Regions from separate parts of the Mus musculus genome. Here region 2 is linked to region 1. Evidence: chromatin contacts called from public promoter capture Hi-C data. All regions are on one chromosome and are shown on one strand. The core of a region is the stretch at or near the end of the contact, and the rest is flanking DNA. Distances in the headings are between cores, read along the strand shown.

Evidence for each region. Capture Hi-C pulls out chosen DNA fragments and counts their contacts.
Region 2: a contact with region 1 is called in a promoter capture Hi-C map of pancreatic islet. The contact joins two enhancer-like sites. A contact is called at or near these places in 1 of 39 promoter capture datasets (hippocampal neurons), 1 of 484 Hi-C or Micro-C datasets (embryonic fibroblasts), 1 of 115 datasets of contacts at active chromatin or transcription factors (bone marrow-derived macrophages) and 2 of 9 other capture datasets (adipose tissue and pancreatic islet).

Annotation. Positions count from the first base shown.
Region 1 is chr2:118,405,747-118,410,346 of GRCm38.p6, forward strand. It overlaps Eif2ak4 (eukaryotic translation initiation factor 2 alpha kinase 4), which reads left to right. Exons shown (of 39, transcript NM_013719.3): 4 at 2,606-2,758. Among named protein-coding and RNA genes, the nearest start is that of Eif2ak4, 19 kb to the left of the region's middle. Within about 2 kb of position 2,860, at least 26 of the 459 cell types and tissues checked have an H3K27ac peak or open chromatin away from gene starts, as enhancers often do. A contact at or near this core is called in embryonic fibroblasts and pancreatic islet, where this site is marked.
Region 2 is chr2:118,539,056-118,544,394 of GRCm38.p6, forward strand. The region is part of intron 4 of Bmf (BCL2 modifying factor); the gene reads right to left. Among named protein-coding and RNA genes, the nearest start is that of Bmf, 8.0 kb to the right of the region's middle. Within about 2 kb of position 1,981, at least 251 of the 459 cell types and tissues checked have an H3K27ac peak or open chromatin away from gene starts, as enhancers often do. A contact at or near this core is called in embryonic fibroblasts and pancreatic islet, where this site is marked.

The DNA of each region.
Region 1 (4,600 bases), core at 1,610-4,109:
CAGGGAGCTACAGCGTCTGCTCCACCCAGTATCTCAGCTGTCAGCCACAGGTAGTTAGGCCAGGAGGTCAAAGTGCAATGTAGTGTTGTCCAGCCTTACATAGGAAGGGAATTCTGACATTCACCACAACGTAGTGCAACCTTAAAGAAGTTGGAATAAGTGAAATGAGCTGGCTGTAGTAAGACAGGTACTCCATGACTATTCCAGATAGTCAAACTCACAGGACAGAGAGGAGAATGGTAGCTGCTGGGGCTGGGAGAGCAAGGAATGGCAAATTTATTCAGTGGGAATGGTTTCAAGTTGGAAAGCCTTGGAAGTGGGGGCAGCGATGCCTGTCAGTCACGGTTGCCAGGCAGCATTTCTGCATGTCTCAGTAGTGGACAGAGTGCTGTGGGAGTCTGCCCCAAAAACTGGAGGAAAAAAAGCTTACGGGAGCCATCCTCATGGGAAGGGGTTGGAGGGGCATAAAGTGTGGGACTGTGCTGTGCAGGTCCAGCCTGTTTATCAAAAGTTTGTCTTCATAGCTCTGAAGTCCTGGCAGTTAAAAATACAATTCTAAAGAATTCATTTATGTTTTCAAGTAAAATGGAGTGTAATGAAACGTTAGCATAAGCTTAGGGACTGGCTGTGGTAGGGTCTTCCCTGAAGGCCGCCTGTTAAAGTACCGAGGCTTCATTCTCTACACGGAGGAGCACCAAAAGCAATGATTAGGAACATTCACCTTTGCCCCAGTGATGTTTTGGGGGATGAGGGGTGCTGGGGGACAGAGTCTCACTAGATGGCTCTGGTGGCCCAAATCAGAGGTGTGTGCCCACATGCTCAACACTCCTCTGAGTGACTTTTGATCTACATTAGTAGATCTTGGTTGGTTGGTTGGGTTTTTTTGGTGGGGGTTGGGGAGTGGAGGGTTGTTTGTTTGTTTGTTTGTTTGTTTTTGAGACAGAGTCTCACTATGTAGCCCTGGAGCTCACATAGAAACCAGGCTGGCCTCACAGACATCTGCCTGTCTCTGCCTGTCTCTGCCTCCTGAGGATTAGTCAGGGAGTGCACTACACATCTGGCTGTGTGTTAGCAGGCCTTTATTAGTCGTGGAAAGTGATCCAAAGTGTACCAAAGATTCTTTTTTTTTTTTTAACTGATAAAATCAAACTCCTGGGTTCCTCCCTGAGTCAGTCAGAAGTTATTTACTGAACATCTTATGCTGGGGAACTATGGTGTTCAGACAATTTGGCCTCCATGAGGGGCACAGACAAAGCATTGTCTAAAACCATGGCCGACTGGAGACTAATGCTCTGGAGAATCATGATGAGGTGTCCAGAGTGGAAAGAGGGCAGGAGAAGCCCTTGAGCAGCATCTGAGGCCAGCCCTGGATGGACAGGAGAGAAGCACTCAGGAAGACTCACTTTGGAATATGCTTGCTTTTATGCAGTCCTACAAATTGTATCAGACTTCACTTGCTCAGAAAGTGCTAATAAGTTAAATCAATGAGAACAAAACCTTGACAGTTGTGGTCTTGCCTGGTTCTGGTTTAGAAATGGTCTCTGGGAGTGGTGGGAACATCTTGCTTTACCCAATGTTATTTTAGCCCTTGCTTAGCCTCTAGACTGACATTACTCAACCCTAGGTCAAGATATATTTAGTAAACACCACCGCTTCTGGTATAATAAAAAAGTATATCACCTCTACCGAGCGAAGGCTGCACTTTCTTAGCACATACTTCTGGGAAGGCCAACTGTGAACAGACTCACAGCTTCTCGAGGAAAGCGTCATCAATGCTCAGGCCCCTTAGAAGCAGCATGAAAGAGTAAGATGTTTAAATGCTCTCTGGTAACTGTGGGGGAAAGCGCCTCGGTCCACATTCTTCACTGACAGAAGCAGCTTGGCTATGGTACCCTGGGCTGGATGCCAGTCAGTGTGGTCTCAGAACCCCTGAACTATTGATTGCCACCCTACTGTGGCTTCTGGCTTAGCCCAGAGGCTAGAAAGGTGACTTTCTCTGTTCCCCTATGGATGTTTGAGGTTGCCTTCCCTTCCTGGCTCTGTCTGGCTGATTCCTTACATATTGACCAGCCTCTTGCTTGTTCATTGCCAGAAGGGAGGGAAGGAGAGGTCTATAGACTTGCTTCTGGGCCTCTGATCAGTGTGCTATCTGGACAAGTGACAGCACTGATTGATGCTCATGGGACCGTTCTGTCCAACCGTCAAGTAAACAGGCTCTCTACTTGGCAAGGTAGCCACTCCCTTTCTACAGTTGTACATAGTTTTCAGCTTTATTTATACAGATGATTAGATGTTAGGAAAATGACAGTATATTTGAGTAGATCTTACCCACACACACATACACACATACACAAGAAGAGACACTTTTTATTTATCTCAGCAGCGATGTATCTTGATCACAGACTCAGTGAGCCCTCTAAGCGCTTTTTCTACTGTGACTGTGTCATATACCTAATTCCAAAGATGTCAGAGCAAAGTGACAAAATGCTGGCACGGCAGGTGAGTCTGGCTGCCTGCTCATCGTGTTGCCGGGTGGCAGTCCCTCTCCAGGCCCTGCCCCTTGCCATCAACTGATCATTTGTGGTTGTTTTGTTTACATGTGTAGGTGATGATATTTGAACTGGCACACCATGTGCAGTCGTTTCTCAGCGAGCATAACAAGCCCCCACCAAAGTCTTTCCATGAAGAAATGCTGGAAAGGCAGGCTCAGGAGAAGCAGCAGAGGTTGCTGGAGGCCAGGCGGAAGGAGGAGCAGGAGGTGAGAACCAGCTGTTAGTGCTGGCCCCAGCCTGGAGGCCTCCATGTGTCTATTCCCACTCTCACTATGAGTATGTCTGTGAGTCTTACTCATCACTTCATTCAGGAAATGTGCATTCATGTGAGAGAAATCACTACAAGTCACTGAGCAACACTACCCAGCTCTCTCCCTGCAGCCATCACTGGCTTGGAGCCCTTCTCTAAGTGGCTCATATGACTGGACTTCCTGTGTCGCTAAGCCTGCCAACCTGTACAGGAGTTCACTGAATCTGGAGGCTTTTTCCTCCTGACTGACAGATGTGGCTGATGCCCAGTGGGTAGAAGAGCCAGGAGTTAAACTTACTTTCATGGTCACTAAACAGCTCTATTCTTCTGTTAACTTCTCCTGAGCAGGAACTGCTTCCTGACTTTTAAAAATCCTTTAAGATGTTTTATACCCTGGGTTTCCTTCTTGATTTTTAACTTAAAATTGTTTTCTTTTTAGCCCCTTGATCAACTTAGTAAGTACTTATGTGGGTGCAGGTTAAAAAAGAAAGAAAGAAAGAAAGAAAGAAAGAAAGAAAGAAAGAAAGGAAGGAAGGAAGGAAGGAAGGAAGGAAGGAAGGAAGGAAGGAAGGAAGGAAGGAAGGAAGGAAGAAAGAAAGAAAGAAAGAAAGAAAGAAAGAAAGAAAAGAAAGAGGTGTTTCCCTAACACATTCCACAGCCATTCCTCATTCAGTGATCTGTAGGATTCCTCTAAAACAGTAGTTCTCAAGTTTCCTAATGCTACAACCCTTCAATACATTCCTCATATTTTGGTGACCCCCCATCATTAAATTTTGTTGCTGTTTTATAACTGTAATTTTGCAGCTGTTATGAATCATGATGTGGATATCTGATTTGCACACCCAAGTTGAGAACCACTGTTTTGAAGTGTGTCTTAATTGCTTACCTATGCTAGAATCTATGGGGAAATTTAAGTTCATTTTCTTGAGTATTCACATGCTCTGATTTTTTTTAATCTTTGCATGTTTTTAATATTTCACAGGCCAACCTACCCTTCCCCGCCCCCTCATCTTCCATTATTTTTTCTTCCATTCTGTTGCTCTTCATTTTCTTCCCCAGCTTCCTCTCCTCTCCCTCTCTTACCTTGGTTCTTTTTCCCGAGGCAGGGTCTTACTGTGTATCCCAGTGTGGGTATCACAGACATGTGCCATGTACCAAGTGTCACAGGTGAACTATGGAATTGTCCCTTCAGATTCTACAAAACGGATAAGCCTCCTGAGATTTTTGACTGATTAGAGCAAATTTGCATATTCTTTGGGGAAGAATTGGTATCTTATCCATACTAAACTCCCATCTAGGACTGGGTTTATGTTTATTTCTTGGTATGAAAGTCTGGTTTTCTTTCTTGCTATAGATATTACTACTCATACTTCAAGACTTGGATTTTCTCCCACTTTCTTTAATGGTAATATGTCTCCTAGTGGCATTTTATGCATACACATGACATACTTTGATCACATTCACCATGCTGCTATCCTTTCTCGTCCCTCTCCTTCTCCATCCTCTGGCACCTTTCCTCTTTCCAAATAGCCCCTTCCTGCTTTTAGGTGCTTACGTCTGGTTCTTGTTTCTGCCTCATTTTGTCCACCCTATGCTATACTAACATCCTCTGTGTGTTTTCTATAGCATGTTGTTGTTCTTGACAGGGCAAACATTCTCCATCCCTCATATTCCATTGAGATGGATCTTACCCATATTGCTTGGCTCCTATTAAACCATGTCAAGTCCCCAGTTAGAGTGCATAGTTGCTCAGTATTAGATGTTAGTGGGCCTTTAACTCACAGTCTTTTTTGGTATA
Region 2 (5,339 bases), core at 731-3,230, 130 kb after region 1:
AGAACTAAAGACTGGTCTGAAATTAGAACCTCAGAGCATGGTTTGAAACCACTTCATTTACTTCAAAATACAGAATTGCACGGTCTACAGAATTGCCTCAGAGGGATCTGCACACTGCCCCTCGCAGTCTCCCGTCACACTGTCAAACTACCCAGGCCAAGGCTGAAGGAAAGAGCCTGTGGCTGAGAGCAGGGACAGTGATAACGCAACCTTAGGAAATTTCCACTCTCCGGAGCTTGGGAAGATGCTTTTTGCTGAAGCCACTGAGGAGCTACGGAGCGCAGGCAGCTCAGAGTTACAGGACACAAAGGCTGTTAAGATATAACCTCCTTCTCAGCGATTTCACAATCTAACAAAGAAGAAATTAAGAGACCAGGATTAAGTATCAGTCAGATTGGTTAAGGCGGAAAATGACAGCTCCATCATCATATCCTTGCCTTTGGGCGTGTGTTTGCGCACAAACAGAGATGGGGAGGTAGCTGGGTGTGGTGGCACACGCCTTTAATCCCAGCACTCGGGAGACAGAGGCAGGCGGATTTCTGAGTTCAAGGCCAGCCTGGTCTACAAAGTGAGTTCCAGGACAGCCAGGGGTACACAGAGAAACCCTGTCTCGAAAAACCAAAAAAAAAAAAAAAAAAATCTTAAGAGATGGGGAGGTAGAAATGTCATTGTTTTAGAATCAGAGTCCTCACAGCCCTGAGTTCACCACTTACAGAGTAACTTGGGCATGCTGCTTTGCCTCTGTGAGCCTGTTTTCTATGGAATAGGAACAATGGGACTGGACATTCAAGGCCACTCGGCTCATTACGTGAGGAACTATACATTTGTCCCTGGGCCTCGTGGCAGCAGTAAGCAGCAGACACATTCTGCTCTCAAGCCTGCCCCTGCCCCCAGCAAGCACCACCTCCCGCACGGACTTATGCAGTCTTTGGGACGGACCAGCCTTCCTATTTTGAGACTGGTCCCAGTAGTCAGAGGCAGCTGAGCTCAGGTTTCAAGGCTTTCAAACTAACTTGGGGTCTGACACCCAGAGGGTCATCCAGGGACCCAGTGAGCCGCTGCCCAGACACTCCATGATTAGCAACATAGCAAAAGGAAAAAGGAAAAGAATACTTTCCAAGGGTTTTCTCAGCACAGGCAACAGTACTAACAGGATCCGAGCGCTGCCAAAGCAAAGGCCGTCACTTCTCCAAGGAAGGAAGGACAGCCTAGAACTGCCACTTTTTGGCTGGAGGTGACAGGGCTTCCTGACACAACTGGAAGTCACTGGATCTGGCCACTGGGGGACAAGTGGCAAGGCAGGAGACAGTGCCTTGGAACACTGCCTCCATAACCAGGAAGTAGAAACCCCTGACACCTTACCCAACTCCCTCAGGGTGTTTCAGTTTCCCTGTCTCAGAGCAGCTACGGGAAGACCACTGGGCAAGTTCTGAAGAGCTCTGGAGGGAAGTGTCTCAGTTAATGAGGAGGGAGGGAGAGAGGGAGGAGAGCAGGAGGGGTGGGCCTGTTGCAAGACTATACTGCTATGGAGAATGAACCCCCAGACTCACTCGCAACTTGGGGCCTTGGCAGCTGACTGTTTTTTTCTCTGTGGGGTCAGTCTGCTGGCCAGGACAGGGTAGACTGGGCAATGATAAAGGTTGGAACCCTTCTCTCAGCACACAGGAGACTGTTCTTGCTTTGGTCATGGAATGTGCCCTCTTGGCTTGCCAGGCATGGATCAAAAGGCAAACCAGCCACTTTTCTTTATTCTTTCTTTGTGCTTCCTCCAATCCCGTCTTCCCACCTCCCCCAACCCTGAAAACACACTAACGCTAACTCCCATCCCCATGGCCTGTCTTGGTGGGCAGAGAGGAATGAACTGCCTGGAACTAGAAGGCCTTCTCTTGGAAGAAAGAGCAATCAGGTGCAGAGTGTGTGGGGAACTCGGCCTCCAGTCTGCCGCACTGATGACTCAGAAGCTAAATATAGCGAGTGATATAAACAGAGCCAGCCACAGAGCAAACACAGGGCCCCCAAGCCCCAGCACAGACTCTCACGAACCCTGAGCTTCCAGAGACCCCTCCCCCAGGCCCCCTTCTCCCCCAGCATTGTCCTGCATAGGCCTCCTACTCCTGGGACAGAAGATGGCTTCCCAGGGGGGGGCACCTCTCACTGGAGGACAAACCTCTGGGGTCCCTGCACCAGGCTGTTCTCTCTAGAGCCAGAGTGGCCTCATCAGCCATGGTCTCTGCTCCAGAAAACTACTGACCAACTTGGAGTAGTTTTGTTGGTCAGGAAGCAGTCAGGGACTCCCAGAATAAAAAATGTAGGATGTTGGGTAGAAAGGCTGCTAAAAGCCGGGCGTGGTGGCGCACGCCTTTAATCCTAGCACTCGGGAGGCAGAGGCAGGCGGATTTCTGAGTTCAAGGCCAGCCTGGTCTACAAAGTGAGTTCCAGGACAGCCAGGGCTAGACAGAGAAACCCTGTCTCAAAAAAAAAAAACCAAAAACAAAAAAACAAACAAACAAAACCAAAAAGCAAAATTAAAAAAAAAAAGAAAGAAAGGCTGCTAGGTGATGAACCAATCTGGATACAACTTCCAAAAGAGCTCCCCAGGAATTATCAAGTCAAGTCCAGGCAAAATCCCTAATTCATCGAGTATGTGTGTACACACTAGGCAAACTTCCTACCACTGATCTATACATCCTTGCTTACTTTTTGAGACAGTCTTATTAAGTTGCCCAGGTGGTCCTTGAACTTGCATCCTTCCTTCCTTGCATGTGTTCAAAGCTCCAAGCTACTGCAGTCTCGGTTTTGTTTTTTGCAGTTCTGGGCATCAAAGCCAGGGTCTCCAGAATGCTAGGCAAGTGTCTAATTCCGACCTGAGCTACAAGCCCAGGCCAATAGTGCTCTGTATTACAATTCCCAAAGGCCTTTCCAGCTTGCCTGCCAGGTTAGCACTGGAACCTGAGGCTGGATGCGTACAATGATTTGCCCACAAACAGAGCTTGTGTAAGTGGCAGGGAAGACATTCTTCCCAGATCTGCTGTTTGAAAGTCCACCATCCTCCCTTTGATAGTATAAATGAAGATGGTTTCAAACAAAGAGCGGAACATGTCCTCTCATTTCCAAAATGTCTAATTACTATTTAGAGAATTTCTAAATCTGTTTTTATGAATGGAGACATTCTTGGTCTCCATTCCAAGTGAGGAGGAAAAAAAAAGTGCAACATAAAGAACTCTAACCCTCTTGCTCACTTACTCAGTGGCCCACAGCAGCTACAGTCTGAAAATATCCCATCAGACTTGGCCACAGTGGACTTTTCCATAGGGAAGGAAACAAGTTTCTGACTCTCCCTAGGCCTGCACTGGCTGGAGGGACCACTCACAGAGAACAGAGAGGCACAGAGGCTCAGACATCCTGACCAGGGCAGCTGTGAGTTTGTCAGGAATCTGATCCTCCCTCCTCAGCAGAGAAACGGAAGGGGTCACTCTCTCAGAACCCATCACTGTCATCGGAAGGTCAATGTCACTGAGGTATCAGACATCCCTGCTGTATGTAGCCTGCCAGCCGAGAGGAAGGACAGAGCCTCTCCCTGGCCCTGCAGAGAGGTGGATACACATGCAAGCTTGAAAAGGTTTTCCCTTAAACGGGACACGGTGGTGCAGGCCTGTAATCCCAGAACTCAGGAAGGCTGAATCCAGTTTGAGTTATATAGCAAGACCCTGTTGTACCTACCCCTCCTCCCCGCAAAGGGAAGGAAGGAAGGAAAGAAGGAGAGGAGGGAGGGAAGGGAGGAGTGGGAGGAGAGAGGGAAGAAGGGAGGGGCGGAGGGAAGGAGAGAGAGGAGGAGGGAGAGAACTTTTTACCTCCATTCACATCACCCCCTGCTTTAGATGCCGGAGGAACTAGCAGTGGTCAGCGCCTGACTGATTTCTGCCTATAAATTCTTGTCTGTGACTCTAGGGGAGCCACTCTAAACCAGCAACCTAGGGAGCCAGATTAAGTCTTCCACTTAACCACACTCCTCAGGAAATATATGAGAAAAACAAATGGCCTAGAGGTAGGCACAAGGAATATGGCCAACATAAACTAACACCCAGGGCAGTTAGACACCTGCTGGCCTAGGGCCAGGACTGATACACTCAATATGCCAGCATGCCTTTCTACATCATTGTAATGTCCCACATCTCACTGGGCAGGAAAAGGAGAAAATAACAACAACTGAGGTCTATTACAAGGACAAAAGGGCAGCCAACAGTCATACTCTCATGCAATTCTCCTTCCCACCTCTTGGGGGCACTCTGGATGAGACAATAGCACCATATCTAGAACTGACCTGTGCCCTCAAAGAAGCAGCCCTAACTAGGAGAATTAATTTGTCAGTCAGTGAAGAGTAGGGAGACCTCAGGACAGGGTCTTCTCCTGAACCAGCTGTGAGGAGGCCTCTAGCCTGGTCTCCAGCATGCCAGAGCTCACTAACGGACAGGGGGCTATCCTGGGAAACAGCTGTTAACAGAGGCCAGATGATTGTGAGTGAAGAAAGAAAGCCTCCAGACGTGCTCTAGATGAGGCAGAGACTATGGCCACTGTGTCGCCCCATCCTCGTCAGTGTCAGGACCAGACACCATGAGTGAGCTGGGCTGAGCCATGGAATACGACCAAGGTGGATTAAATGTGCAGGAAAGAATCAGAAAGTGTCCAAACATGGACTGGGAGGGACTCGCTAAGCCAAGATTGGACAATATAATCATAGAAGGAATGGGGACCGTGGCTGGGCCACAGCAATTAGCCAGGCAGCCTTATAACCAAGCACAGAGCTAACCTCTCTCCAAATCACTTAAGGACTAGGAAAACCCATCAGAAATAGCTGTGGCACCCCAGTCCCTCTCAGAGAGCATAGGAAGCCTATAACACCCTGTGGCCTGTTTTCAGAAAACTCAGGGTCAGCTCCACCCTCTCCTGTCCGCAATGGTGTGTCTCTCAAGTCAAAGTTACTATTACCAGTAACTATTCTGGTTATCTGAATTATCTAAAATTGCCTATCTAATCTGCGGTTTATGCCCAGCCCTGACAGTTACTTGTTCCTGTGATCTAAACACAGACACACACACAGACACACACAGACACACACAGACACACACACACACACACACACACACACACACGCTGCAAGGATAAGAACACAGTCCCACAGGTAGAGATTGTGTTCATTCCCCTGTCTTGTGGCTTTGCTAGGTAGCATCTGTACCAGCAAGGATCCAGCCCCAGGCCCCGCCCCTGCCTTGGCAGCCATTCAGAAAGCCAGCCTGCCTGGGAAGGGTTAAGCACCTGGGGGCCCAGCACAGACGGTGGCT